Linked DNA regions of Sus scrofa: region 1 is linked to region 2. The links are chromatin contacts, called in public Hi-C maps. All regions are on one chromosome and are shown on one strand. Each heading gives the region's core, a stretch centred on a gene start, on an enhancer-like site or on the middle of the called end of the contact. The rest is flanking DNA. Distances are from core to core; before and after follow the strand shown. Region 1 holds the start of SPATA5L1 (spermatogenesis associated 5 like 1). Region 2 holds the start of BLOC1S6 (biogenesis of lysosomal organelles complex 1 subunit 6).

Region 1 (4,393 bases), core at 1,428-3,927, 150 kb before region 2:
CCCTTTCAGACCAGTCCAGAGCAGCATGTGATTTCCTTCACATTATATCCTAATATTGCAGGCTCTACATTTGTTTTATTTTATTTTTTATGTTTTGTGTTTTTAGGGCCACACCCATGGCATATGGAGATTCCCAGGCTAAGGGTTGAATTGGAGCTATAGCTGCCAGCCTATGCCACAGCCACAGTAATGCCAGATCCAAGCCGTGTCTGCAATCTACACCACAACTCAGGGCAACACCGGATCCTCAACCCCCTGAGCAAGGCTGGGATTGAACCTGTGTCCTCATGGATCCTAGTCAGATTCATTTTCACTGAGCCACAATGGGAACACCTCTACATTTGTTTTAAACTAAATTCAGAAAATGCTAAGAGTGATTTAACTAAATTTGCTTCCCTATATTGGCTTTGGTTATGCCCTTTGGCTCTGTCTTTTAAAAAGTCACCTACTTCTTGCACATGACCACACTACAAATATGAGGAAGAAGGCTCTTGGGTTTACACCATTAAACCTTGAATTCCTGGCAAGTCCCACACCATAGATATACATAAATCTGCCAACTCTTTTATATGACCTCCCTTTGCATATTTAGGACAGTTATGTCCTCATTAGATCTTCTTTTCCTAGTTTGGCTCCCCAAGCTTCTTGGAACCAGAATAAAAGAAACTCTGTGAGGTAGAGGCATCATGATAGAATAATTTAATGCGCACTTTGTCCACACTTTTTATTTCAGAAAATACAAAGGTGTTCTTGAAAAGTCTGAATATGGAGGCTTTATTCTCCAAAAAGAACAGAAGGCAATAAGATTAAGAGAGAGAAGAAACCAGGATGTCATGGGTGATTTACCCACTTCAGGACCTCCTCCTAGAATGCTACTTTCTGGTTCTTTTTAAGTTGTTCCAGCACAGGAACTGGAGTCATACAGCAGAGACCAGATAAGTGACCGTGATCAGAAGTCAGTCATAGAGTCTGCCCTGAGGTTCGAGTAGAGCGAGGCCAGGAATGGGCATTGGCCTTAAGATTCTCAGATCTGATAGTACTTTCCATTGAGAAGACATTGGGGGAGTTCCTGTTGTGGCGCAGCGAAAATGAATCCAACTAGGAACTATAAAGTTGCAGGTTTGATCCCTGGCCTTGCTCAGTGGGTTAAGGATCCAGCATTGCCATGAGCTGTGGTGTAGGTCGAAGCTGTAGCTTGGATCTGGCATTGATGTGGCTCTGGCATAGGCCAGCACTTACAGCTCCGATTAGACCCTTAGCCTGGAACCTCCATATGGCCGCTGCAGATGTGGCCCTGAAAAAAAAAAGACATGGGTATAGAGTCTGCAATTGATTGCATAAGTAGGGGAGCAAAAACCCAAATCCAAGTGATTGAAGCATCTACCTGCAATTTTAATTTTGTAACCTCACAAATTTGGGTTACAGTGAAAGTGGGGAAATGGAGGTAGAAAGATGTGAATAGGGTAAAAACAAGGCATATTATCTTGGCTTTGTTATCCATAGCCTTAATTGCTAGGCCACCAGGGAATTTCTATTTAGCCGTGTGTGTGTGTGTGTGTGTGTGTGTGTGTGTGTGTGTGTGTGTGTGTGTGTTTAGGGCCTTATCTGGAGCATATGGAAGTTCCCAGGCTAGGAGTTGAATTGGAGTGGTAGCCAAGGCCCAGCCTCAGCCACAGCAACCCAAATTCCAGCAGTATCAGCAGATTCTTAACCCACTGAGTGAAGCCAGGGATTGAACATGCATCCTTATGGATACTAGTCAGGTTCTTAACCTGCTGAGCCACAACAGGAACTCCTAGCTCTTTTTCATAAGCACAATTAAAAAAAAATAGGAGAAAAGAGTAATTCCCTGTGGGAAGGGGAGAGGAAATGTGGAAAGAGGTTAGGTGGGAGGTCTTAATAATGTAAACAAGCACTGCCCCAATACAGGACTTAGTACTGCCGTACATCAGAGAGACAGTAATTACTTATCTCAGGAACACAAGTTATAACTAAGTTGTTGTCAAAGAACATTCAATGGAGAAGTCAGGAATATGAAAAAAATGTATTGGTGTGCCACAAATGCATCAGATGGCCTGGTCTTCCTTCTTTCCCGGCTCCAAGATGTTCAAAATGCTATCCTCTCTCTGGCTATGGTGGTGCTTTTCCAAAAAGGTTGGAACCCAGATTATGGAAGGTGCCAAAGTTGTATGTCTCAGCTACTCCAAGTCGCCTAAGGCATTAGCACCAGAGCACTCTAAAATACTGTGTCCCTAAGGACAGTCGGGGTTTCTTCACAAAATAGCAGTCTCTGGGCTGATATTCCAAAAGCGCAGATAGTGATGCTCCAGTCCACCAGCCAAGGAAAGAGTATGCTCTGCGGTGACTCCTCAAACCTTTAAGCCTAAAATACAGGCTTAATGACCTAGTTAAATTAGCTTACGCTGCCTTCCTGACATCCGTAAGAAAAGCCTTGCGGGTAAATCTGGATTTTATCAAATGAGACTCCACGGCAAACAAGCCGGGAAAGGCACCTCGTTATCTAACTTTCTGATTGGTCCTTTCGGTCTCCAGTCAGAAGCCCGCAACCGCGACTCCCTGGCGCTTGCGCATCACCTACTTCCGGCCGAGGAGCACGGTGTACCGGCCTTTGTCGTCCGGGGGGAATTCCTACCGCACTTTCCTGGGCGTCGGGTCTTCTCTTTTGCCATGGCTCCGGACACAGGTCCATTTGCTGAAGGGCCACTCTTAAAACTGCTACCCGTGGACCCTGGGGACCAGGGCACCCAACGCTGTCGCCTGGGCCCAGCTGCCCTCCGCTCCTTGGGCGCGCACCTGGGCTCAGTGGTGAAGATCTCCCTGCCTAATGGCGGCTCTTGCCTCTGCACCTCCTGGCCGCGGCGGGACAGAGCAGACGGCTTTGTGCAATTGGATCTGCAGTGCGCGAGCCCAGGGGCTGCTATGGGAGATCCGGGGGCCCGGGGGAGTCTCAGCCTGAGCTGCCTCCGTTTAGTGCCCTGCCCACCGCTTCGGCGCCTCGCGGTGTGGCCGGCGTTGCGGGAACGGGCAGGCGCGCCGGATTCCCCAAATCCGGCCGCGGTGCTGGAGGCGGCCCAGGAGCTGTTGAGGAACCGTCCAGTCTCTCTGGGCCACGTGGTCGCTGCTCCTCCGGGCACGCCCGGCCCGGTGGCAGCCCTGCACATCGTGAGCGGGGCGCCAAGCCCCGATCCGGCGGGCCTGGTCACCCCTCGCACCCACATCGGTCTCAGCGGAGTGCCTCCATCGGAATCGGAGCCGCCGCCCGAGGTGCCCCTCGGGGGCCTTGCGGAGGCGGCCGACTCGCTGCGGGAGCTCCTCCGCCTGCCGCTCCTCTACCCCCGCTCCTTTGCCTCCCTTGGGTTAGCAGTGCCCCGCGGTGTGCTCCTGGCTGGCCCCCCCGGAGTGGGCAAGACCCAGCTCGTGCGGGCAGTGGCCCGGGAGGCGGGCGCAGAGCTGCTGGCAGTGAGCGCTCCCGCGCTGCAGGGCGCCCGGCCGGGGGAGACCGAGGAGAACGTGCGGCGGGTCTTCCAGCGCGCCCAGGAGCTGGCCGGCCGCCGGCCCACCCTTCTCTTCTTGGATGAGGTGGACGCCCTATGTCCTCGGCGGGGCGGCCCACACCAAGCCCCCGAGAGTCGCGTGGTGGCCCAGGTGTTGACATTGCTAGACGGCATCAGTGGGGACCGCGAGGTGGTGGTTGTTGGATCGACCAACCGGCCGGACGCGCTAGACCCAGCGCTGCGCAGACCTGGAAGATTTGACAGAGAGGTAAAATAGCTTGGCCACTGGGAACATCGCTTCCATCTATTCCTGGTAGGCTGACCCGAGGCGTTTGCCGCGTAGGTTTGGACGTCGCTGAGGCTGGAGTGGAGTTCTTTGTAATGCAGAGAACCTGTTCTCTGGTCCCTAAGTGATCTTTGAGCCGAAGACAACCCCCACCCCCTCCAATCTCTCCAGTCAGAGTGTTCTGAAAAGCAAAGTGGCCATTAGGGTTTAGTTGTGCAGTTTCTGAAGATGAATGCTGTAATCAGTAATTTTGGTTTTTAAGAGAACTAGGATGGCTACAAGGATGTTAAACTCTTAACGGACTTGTAATTAGAATTTGAAGTAAAAGGATAGCCTCAAGAAACAAATGTGTTGAAATAAGGGAGAAGGCAGGGAAGAAGTGAGTCAGAGCAGACAAATTACCTTTTCTAGATTTATTCATTCCTTGTCTGTACGCCGGCATCCTATCCCACAGTTGCTCCCTGAGTTGCTGGAAAGGTTGACTCTTCAAAGCTGGCCTATTTTACAAATGTCAGCCTTAGCCTGATTCTTGATTTCTATTAAATAGTTGGAATAGTAGTTATTTAAGTGCTATTTAAACCTAGTGGTAGGA
Region 2 (4,138 bases), core at 115-2,614:
CCACTCAATAACCCTGGGTAATTTATTTTATAAGTCATAGTACTAACAACCTTAATTACCCTTTTGTGGTGAAATGACATATTCACAGGTTCTGGGGATTAAGTCTGTGGATATCTTTGGTGGGGGGATTATTCTCCTTACCACAGGTAGTAAGAAGCAGCTAATCTTGAGAGGAAAGGAGGCCAAAAGACGAAGGGGTGTGAATGCACTGATGAGAGTATTGGGGAACAGGTGCAAGTCTCTGAGGCTTGACATAAATTCTCATTTAAAATTTTTTTAAAATTTAATTTTACTTTTGCTTTTTAGGGCCGCGTCTGCAGCATATGGAAGTTCTCAGGCTAGGGGGTCGAATTGGGAGCTGTAGCTGGCAGCCTACACCACAGTCACAGCAAAGCCAGATGTGAGCCCTGTCTGTGACTTACACCACAGTTCATGACAGTGCCGGATTGCTGACCCACTGAGGGAGGCCAGGGATCGAACCCACATCTTCATGGATACTGGTCGGATTGGTTTCTGCTGTGCCACAATGGGAACTGCCAAATTCTCATTTTTTTGAAGATTAGAGAGAAGATGGCAGAGTGGTAGGACTCGAGTTTTTTTTTTTTTTTTTTTTTTTTTTTTTTAAGACACCTTGCCTGCAGCATAAGTTATTTGGGGTGCAACATTAGGAGGCCACTATTACAGTCTAAGTGAGAGGGTCGAAGGTAAAGAGGCGTTTTATTGGGTCTGACGCTGCTTCTGCCCATTTCTAAGTGTTTTTCATTAAAGTTCGTGACATCATCCCTTAGGATCTCAGTAAGTGCAGTTTTCAGTAATTTGGCTGAATCTGTTCAGTGGATGCTGCAACCCAGGCCTAATAAATTGGTCAGCTACAATCAACAGGAGGAAAAGGAATCCCGGGAAAACCTCCAATTAGTAAGGCTGAAGAGAGCTAAAGGTTGACTTTTTAATAGGTCCAAATTTGCAGGGTCCTTGTTCTCAAGGCGTTTCCTTAGGCAGACACAAAACTGAAAAGCTGCACAGACTTACTGAACCAAGTCCGGCTGCTCGCCCATGCTCAACACAGTGCGTTCCAGTCTTCAGAGACACTCCTGGGAGCAGCCCCTTCCCGTCACCACCCCTTCTCATCCCCGCCTCCTACCACCGCTACACAGCCGACTCTACTCAGACCACTTCCTAACCAGACAACCTCTTGAGCGCAGAGTCCCGGAAGTGGGGGTGAAGGGGTGGAAGGCAAGAAGGGGGTGGGGCGGACCGTGGTCAAGTGCCTTGGGCCTGACGCATTCCGCTTCTGTCACTTCCGGGTGCGACCGTCGCTTTTGTCCGGGTAGGCTCTGGACTCGTTCGGTACTTACTGCCTCTGACTGTACAGCTGCCCCTTGCCAATTCCCAGCGGACGGGACATGAGTGTCTCTGGGCCGCCGCCCCCGGACAGGGTCCTGCCAGGGCCACTTGACGGCCTGGGGGCCGAGGACATCACGCCTGGTACGTGCTTTGGGGCGGGGCGGGCGGCTGGGACCCGAGTGGATGGGTCTCCGGGAGTAAGAGTAAGTGGGCCGTTTCGCAGGAATAAGATGCTTTTGGTGCCGCGGCCTGGAGGCTTTGGCCCCAGCGCGGAAGTATGGTTATATTGCCTAACCTCCAATCGAAAGCAGGGGAGGGGAAATGAGGTCTGGAGGGGAAGCGGTGTTTGGGGTGCTGTTGGTGGAGGTTGATGATGAAGCCATTCTGAGTTTGTGTGTTGACTCCAGCACACTCTTACACGTTAGGGGTTTAGGATGAATTTCTCAGAAGGATAATAGGTTTGTGATTCAGAGAACTGATGTATCCAGTTTTATTGACCACTTACTCATGAAATGCTCGTCTTGCATGTTGACCTTACTGCATCCCTATTTCTCCAGAAGTCTTCTCATCCTGAGTTCCAGGAGAGATTTAAGCCCTAATGGCTTAGGACGTCTATTGAATGTAGTGAATTGACTTGCTGTGCATCCGCAATGGTACTATGTATTTACCGTCCTTGGGAGAATTGAGAAGATAGTCAAAGCAGTTACTGTGTTCTGTGGTTCAGATGAGGTGCCCTAGGTGCAGAAGGCTGCAGGACTTTGGACGTGCCTTTACTTGTACTTCCTGTTGCAAAATTTCAGGAGTTACCCCCAAATAACTCAGCGCTTTCTTGGTCGTGCTTTTCCTCAGTGATCTCCCTCTTTTCCCACCTGCACAAGTTTATTCTATAAATATGGCTTCTTTGTGTACAAGTGCAGCTCGGGTCCCTCTCTGCTTGCTCCTCCATCCGCTTGTTGGGTACTTTGACGTGGTTGTTTTGCACTAATCTCACATATAGCATGTACATAAATAAAAGTAGATATTTGATCCTATTAATGGTGCCAAGTCCCTATGACTTGACATTACTCTTGACTCTTCTCACTGGCCTCCTACCTCTATTTAGGGGATTCTGTTCTACAATTTCCATCTCCTTTTTGCATTTCACTGCTACAGCAACAGTTGTAAGGCTAGTGCCCTTCCAGTCCTTTACTCTTTCATTCCATCTAGCTCCCTGTCACGTCACTTCCCCAAGATAAAGCTCCTATCATGTTGTTTCCTTACTTGGAAACCTTAAATGGCTCCTTACTACTTACTAAACTAAGGGCCAGATACATTAGATTAGCACCCAAGAGTTCTTGAAGGCTGGCCACAACTCACTACTGCATGTGTCTTATGCTCCAGACGTCCCAAACTAACTTCTTTCCAGAGCAATCCTATATTCCCACCTTGCCTCATGCTGCTTCCTCTACCTGTATTGCATCCCTTTCTCTCCTAGTCTGGCATTATTACCCATTTGGAAATAGCAGCCCATGTAGATTGTTAGTGGCAGTGTAAATTGGTGCCATCTCTTAGGAAGGCAGTTTTCCAGTGTCTGTTAAAAAAAAAATACTTGAAATCTTTGTCCCATTAATCTATTCCTAAGAATTTATCCTTCAGAAACAGTGGCATGAATATGCAAAGACAAGTAAGGAGACTCATGCAACATTGTTTGAAATAGCAAAAAGTGAAAATGTGTCATTTTTCTGTGAGTTATCTTAGTCTACATGGGCTGCTATAACAAAATAACAGGCTGACTTGAACCACAGACATTTATTCCTTGAAGTTCTGAAGGCTGTGAAATCCAAGATTTAGATTTGGGCAGAATATGTTCCTTGAGAGGACCCTCTTCTGATTTGCAGATGGTTGCCTTCCACTTGTGGCCTCACATGGTAGAGGGAGAGTTCTGGTCTCTCTCTCTCTCTGTTAAGGACAGCAATCCCATCATGGGGACCTCTACCCTTAGACTTCATCTAAACTTAATTACTTCCCAAAGACTTCCACCTCTAAATGCCATTACATTGGAGGTTTGAGCTTCAACATATTAATTTTAGGGAAGGACACAAACATTAGTTCATAACAGTAGGGAACTGGCTCAATAAAATAAGATATAATTCTGTTCTGTCAAAAAGAATATAGTAGATTGAAATATGTTGATGTGGATGATATCTAAGACATATATGTGAGAAAAGTTGCAGAACAGTAAGAGCAGTATTTCATTTGTGATTAAAAACAAGGTGTAAGTGTAAGTATGCAAAGAAAATTTCTTGAAAGCTGTGTAAGAAACTTCAGAGTGACTCTGGCCTAAGGGAATGAGTAGGAGTATTTTTGTTTTTCAGCTTATGCCCCCTTCTTCAAGCTTCAGCTCCTTTAGAAATTGTTCCCTGATATCCCTGGTGAAAGTGCTCTTTCTCTCATCTGAGGTACTTCTCACATTCTCTGATTCTCCTGTATTGAACCCATTCTGGGAAGGGGACTTGCCGAATTTATTGTTGTCACCTCAAAAACTAGTGTATAAAATACACGTGCAGCAAATGTTTCTTGTCGCCCACAATAAAGTACCTTAACTTTAGTAAATAAGTGTTGTGAAAACACAAGTAACCTCAGACTCTTCCAATAATTAACCAGAATACTGGGGCAGGATAAGAGGTTGGAGGGGTGGTCTGTGAGTTAAAATGTGTGTAGAGTGTAAGGAAGGTGTATTGGTTATTATTCCTTAAAGTTGAAATATTCTTGGAGTTCCTGGTGGCTCACCTGGTTAAGGATCTGGCATTGTCAC

Evidence for each region. A called contact is a pair of places that touch in the nucleus more often than the background predicts.
Region 1: a contact with region 2 is called in a Hi-C map of skeletal muscle, with 5 times the contacts expected there. The contact joins the promoter of SPATA5L1 here to the promoter of BLOC1S6 in region 2. A contact is called at or near these places in 1 of 5 promoter capture datasets (liver), 20 of 47 Hi-C or Micro-C datasets (alveolar macrophages, blood, brain and 11 more) and 2 of 2 datasets of contacts at active chromatin or transcription factors (alveolar macrophages and skeletal muscle).

The regions. Positions count from the first base shown.
Region 1 is chr1:126,333,477-126,337,869 of Sscrofa11.1, reverse strand. SPATA5L1 (spermatogenesis associated 5 like 1) reads left to right here and starts at 2,677. Exons shown (of 8, transcript NM_001177911.1): 1 at 2,677-3,783. The coding sequence starts at 2,689.
Region 2 is chr1:126,182,039-126,186,176 of Sscrofa11.1, reverse strand. BLOC1S6 (biogenesis of lysosomal organelles complex 1 subunit 6) reads left to right here and starts at 1,364. Exons shown (of 5, transcript NM_001098592.1): 1 at 1,364-1,485. The coding sequence starts at 1,404.